Regions from separate parts of the Macaca mulatta genome. Here region 1 is linked to region 2. A link is a contact called in public Hi-C data. All regions are on one chromosome and are shown on one strand. The core of a region is the stretch at or near the end of the contact, and the rest is flanking DNA. Distances in the headings are between cores, read along the strand shown. Region 1 has its middle 7.5 kb from the start of RNF144A. Region 2 overlaps RNF144A (ring finger protein 144A).

Region 1 (2,700 bases), core at 66-2,565, 120 kb after region 2:
GAACGCTGCCACATGGTAACACATGAGGTTTAAAATAAAGAGCCACGGGGGAGAAACAGGACTTGCTGCTCCACCTACTGAACAGGGCTCAGGTGATACATCGCAAGGTGGATGCTTGAGTGCTTCATGCAGATTCCCTACAGAACCAAGGCAGTCATGATCCCATGAGCTGGGACTGTTGGATGTGGAAGGCTCGCATCCCAGGAATCAACCTTGGCCAAAGGTAGCTGCCTCTTGTAAAACTGCTTCCAAAACAGCTTGCCTGATCCAGGCAAGGCTCATGCCTGCCCCACTTGGCATACCTTGGGACCACACTGAAGGGCTCTCTGGTCCTAGAGTTCCCCAGCAAAGGCATCCCAGCTCCCCTGCTTCCTCATTCTTCTACAGGAACCCTTCCTAAGCATCTCTTAACGGCCAACCTTCATCTCAAGAGCCTATTTCCCAGGGAACCTGACCTGAGACAGTAAGATGGGGAAAGTGAGCTCCAGCAAGACTGCAGAAGAAGAGAATCATAAAACATTTTCCTGACAATAGATTGTCTGACTTGGTAGGACCAGCAGGTTTTATGGATAAAGGTGGCAGGTGGGCTGGAGCAGGAATGGACAGAGCCTTGGATGTCACCTAAGAATGGAAAGTTCTGGGGGATGGTGGGAATAAAAATAAGAATAGGGGCTATAGAGACCCTTTGTGGACTGAAACATACTTAAAAGCCCCTTTAGAGATCATTTTGTCTCATTGCTGTGTGTTTCTAAGTATTTGACTTTTATTCTGCTATTATTTTAAATGCTCCTAACCTTAGATAATTCAATCTTCTTAAAATACATACAGTACTTAAAAACTTCTCTCTCTCTCTTTCTCTTTCTACACACACACACACACAAACACACACACACACACACCATCGCCACCCCCATCAACAACAATAACAAACGCAAACACTCTCATCAAATCCCCATGCCTTGACAGCCTGGAAGATTTCTCATACTCTTTTAAACTTCAGTGCACCACTGACACCTCTAGTAACATTTCTGTCACCCCGCTGGGTTAGCCAATCTTTCTGCTGAGTTGTGCTCACACCACTTTTATTACTCTCTTATTATATTATTTGTATGTTTGGCATTAGACGTGAAAGAATGTAATATTCCAATGAAAGAATGCAAATTCCTCTTTCTCCTTTCCCCATCTTGCACGTGTATGAAGATCTCTATTCATCTGTCTTCTCCTTCCTTCTCTCATTTCATATCTTTGTGTGAAAGTTTGGTCTATTGGGTTGTATTTCTGAGAACATATTCTTATCAGAGGATCACAGGGCAAGGCCACAAGCCACTTCCTCCAAAGAAGACATGCACTCACAGTTTCTCATCATCAAGAGGGGAGCAGGCTTCATGGATTGAAACAAACAAATAACAACAACAAATAAAACCCAGAAACTCAGAAGCTGAGTCCCAGGCAGTTTGGAAGGAAGAAGGACAAACCATCTCCCTGAGCTTGGTTTGGGCTTGGCCGCCAAAGTCAGTATGTTTCATCAAGATCTAGCTATGCGCGCGGTCATGTCAGTTAGACTCCCTCCGCTCCAGCTATAAAATAAGGGATGATTACACTTCTCTTATATGGTTTCTCTGAGCATTTAAAATAAAAATTAGTCAAAGCACTTAACACCATACTTGCCATGCCTGCTTCAGGGCTCAAAAATTGTTAGCTGCTAAAATATGCTCTCTACCCTCAAGGGCCATATAGTTTAAGAGAAGAATCGTGTGTCCACTGGTAGGAGGCATAGGCACATTCCCCCCAAACCGAGATTATTGTGATTCTATCAGTTGTAGAGCCACCCCCACGGAGAATGTAAATCTTGGTCAATATTGTGAAATGGGACTATGAAGTCCAAATGCCTTAACCCCTCCTGAAATTGTATCTCCATCATTAGCCTTAGACAATCTGAATGTTATTTGTTATGGGATCATTTTGGTTAGGACTGGCTAATCTGTGTTACAGTAACAAGTAATCTCAAAAGGTGAACTGTCCCATGCATGCAGTTTGCTATGACCATGTTTGTCTCTTCAATACTATCCTCCCAATAAGCACACAAGATCAAGGTTGCCTGTTTTTAGACTCAGCCATCTCAACATTAGGCCTCCTCTGTAATCACTGTGGCCCCAAAAGCAAATGTTGTAAAGCCTTGTACCAGTAGTTAAACGCACTCATCATTGGCCAGAACGAGTAGCTTTGCTTAACTGAAAGGTGAGAAAGTATAATTTTCTCATGTTCACAGAAAGGGGTATGAAAGACTACTCAACGTCTTTACAATAGGGAGTAAAAATATTTCCTTCAAGGAACAATGATTAAGGTTAGCAGTTTTCAGTGAACAGCTAATGCCTGACATACCATCGAATAAATTAGGGGATAGTCATGGTGGCACTGAGACTTGAATTTGAAGACAGGCATCTGATAAGACAAGTCAGATCTTCAGAGGTATTTCACTTGGGGAGTGTCATGTTTTATAAAACTTGAATGCCTCTAAGAGGAGTATGTTTTCTACCTCACCCTGGCTCCCACCACCCTGTGCTGTCTTATATCCAGTTGCTTTGCACATTTCTGTGTCTCTGATTTTTGAGGCCACTTGAAGGCCGACATTGGACCCTTCACAAAACAGAGCAGAGCATTTTTTTGTTTTGTTTTTTCTTTCTGTAGGTTACTGGGGGA
Region 2 (2,700 bases), core at 72-2,571:
TAGGGTGGGCCATGTGGGGGGAGGGCTTCCTGCATGACAACCAGGCACAAGTGACTTCGCGGAGGTCACACCTGGACTGGGTCACAGAGAGGGCTGGAGTGTGGATGTGCAGAGCTGGGCAGGAACAGGAGAAGCAGAGGAAGACAGTGAGGAAGACCAAGGTGGCAGCAACAGCCGGGGCAAAGCAGAGAGGCAGGGAGAGCACGGGCGCTGCAGGTCAAAGAAGTTCAGAGTGAGCCTGGAGGAGCAGGGAAGATGTGGCCGCCAAGACCCGTGCTCAGGCTGTCCCAGGTAGTCAGAGCACTGGGCCTTTGGCAGCTCCTGGGCACGATGGCGTGAGGATATCCGACTGCCAGCCCCAGCTGAGGCCCCAGCCAGCAGCCAGATCAAGCACCAGAAGCATGGGGTGCGGGCCTGCAGGGGCTCCTGCCCGGCTTCAGAGCTGCCCCAGCTGACGCCACCTGGGCCGCACGTGGGCTGCCTTCGCTGAGCCCTGTTCACACCGCAGATTCCAGAGCAAACTACATATGAGGATGGTCAGCCTGAGTATGTGAAAGGCGTAGCACCCAGCAACAGCCAGCCAGGGTCCCTGTGGAAAGCACTCGCTCTCACCCGGAACTCACCTTCTCTACAGGGAAACTGCCAGAGTTGGGAAATGGTTTCCAAGTTCTCACCAAGCTGTGACTCAGTTTCTGCCAACGTACACACAACAGCATCCACTCACACGGTGGCTGGGCAAATGCCGGCCACCCTGAGTCAGCACCCAGGCAACCCCTACCTACAGCCCAGGGCAAACCAAGTGCAGGGGAGGAACGCAGCCTCGTGGCAGTTTCTGTGCTGTGTGGGGAGGTGGGCATAGGTGTCGTCATGGGTTGAATCGTGTCCTCCCAAAACAGTATGTTGAAGTTCTAGCCCCTAGTATCTCAGAATGTGACCTTCTTTGGAAACAGGGTATCTGCAGATGCAATCAAGTTACCACGAGGTGATTAGCACGGGGCTCAATCCCGTACCGCTGATGTCCTGATACAAAGGGGGGATTTGGACACTGACGGAAGACGGGGTGAAGACGCACAGGGAAGAGGCAGCCGGAGGAAGACGGAGGATTGCAGCGATGCATTGATCTGTCCAGGAATGCCATAGATGGCTGGCAAACCACAGAAGCTGGAGGCGGCCAGGAGGGGCTCTCCTGCAGGTTTCAGACCAGGCAGCGCCCTGCTGACACCTTGATTTCAGAATTCGGACCTCCAGGACTGAGCCAATGTGTTTCTGCTGTTCTGAGCCACCCAGTCTGTAGTGCTTTGTCACAGCAGCCAGAGCAGATCTGGAAGGGGTGTGGATTCAAGCCATGCAAGGCCAAGGGCAGAGAAAACAGTCAGAGGAGCTCAAACCAACCTTCTAGACCAGAGGGCAGCACGCCATGGCCCTTGGGTCAAATCCGGCTTCATCATCTGTTTCTGTTTTGTTTATCCATACAGCTTTACTGAGACATAATTCCCGTACCACGCAATTCAGATATTTAAAGTACACATTCAATGGTTTCCAGTGTGTTCACAGAGTTACGCAACCATCGCCACAGTCACTTCCACCTGCCTGTGTAAACAGTTTCACTGGAACACAGCCAAGGTAACTCACTGACGTCCCGTCGGCTGCTTCTGTGCTGCCAGGTGGAGCTGACGGTTGCAGCAGAGACCTACGGCCTGCGAGGCCAAGCATGCTCAGCATCTGCTCTTTGATGGGAGGCGTGTCTTATCCCCCGCGGCGGACGCCCACACGCTTTGCCACATGGTTGGCATTTGAGGTTGTGCAGGAAGTGCCGTTGTAGGTGGACCTTTCCCTCATCCTGGCGACTGCCTCGAGACTGAGCTTCTCCATCTTTTAGATGAGGCTGACACACCTGCCTCAGAGGCTCTCCTGAGAAATGTCGTGAATGAGTCACAGACTTGAGCCCTTCACGCCTCGAGAAGCAGGCAGGGAGCAGCAGCCAACATGCCTCCTGCTGCTAATCCCTCAGCAGCTTCCCACAAACCCAGCACAAGATCCAGGGTTGCTCTGTGGCCTGCCAAGCCCTAAAAGGGTCTGTCCCTGTCATCATCTTTGACCACCTCCCCATCGCATCACCTCTAGCTGATTTACTCATCATCTCTGACCACCTCCCCATCGCATCACCTCTAGCTGATTCAGTCATCATCTCTGACCTCCCCATCACATCACCTCTAGCTGATTTACTCATCATCTCTGACCACCTCCCCATCGCATCACCTCTAGCTGATTTACTCATCATCTCTGACCACCTCCCCATCACATCACCTCTAACTGATTTACTCATCATCTCTGACCACCTCCCCATCACATCACCTCTAGCTGATTTATTAGGTTCCGTGTGCTTGCTGGTTTATCATCTCTGTCCCTAAACAGAACGTAGGCCCCGTAGAAGGACGTACTGTCTCACGCACCACTGTATCTCCAGCTCCTAGAGCAGTACCCAGTGCATAGTAGGTGATAAATATGTGTTGAAAGCACACGTTAATATTAAGCAACACGAGGGTCCTTTATCAACTCCAAAGGCTGCACAGGCATTACTACCTAGGGCCAGGGTCCCCAACCTGTGGGCCATGGACTGACTGGCAGTGGTCTGTGGCCTGTTAGGAACCAGGGTGCACAGCAGGAGTGAGCAGTGGGGGGTGGGTGGAGCAAATGAGC

What was found. A called contact is a pair of places that touch in the nucleus more often than the background predicts.
Region 1: a Hi-C map of CD4 T cells shows a contact between it and region 2, with 3 times the contacts expected there. The contact joins two enhancer-like sites. A contact is called at or near these places in 7 of 14 Hi-C or Micro-C datasets (CD4 T cells, blood, cortical neurons and 3 more).

What each region holds. Positions count from the first base shown.
Region 1 is chr13:117,923,651-117,926,350 of T2T-MMU8v2.0, forward strand. No RefSeq gene overlaps it. Among named protein-coding and RNA genes, the nearest start is that of RNF144A, 7.5 kb to the left of the region's middle. Within about 2 kb of position 1,316, at least 5 of the 40 cell types and tissues checked have an H3K27ac peak or open chromatin away from gene starts, as enhancers often do. A contact at or near this core is called in CD4 T cells and blood, where this site is marked.
Region 2 is chr13:117,803,365-117,806,064 of T2T-MMU8v2.0, forward strand. All of the region lies in intron 8 of RNF144A (ring finger protein 144A), which reads right to left. Among named protein-coding and RNA genes, the nearest start is that of RNF144A, 110 kb to the right of the region's middle. Within about 2 kb of position 1,322, at least 9 of the 40 cell types and tissues checked have an H3K27ac peak or open chromatin away from gene starts, as enhancers often do. A contact at or near this core is called in CD4 T cells and blood, where this site is marked.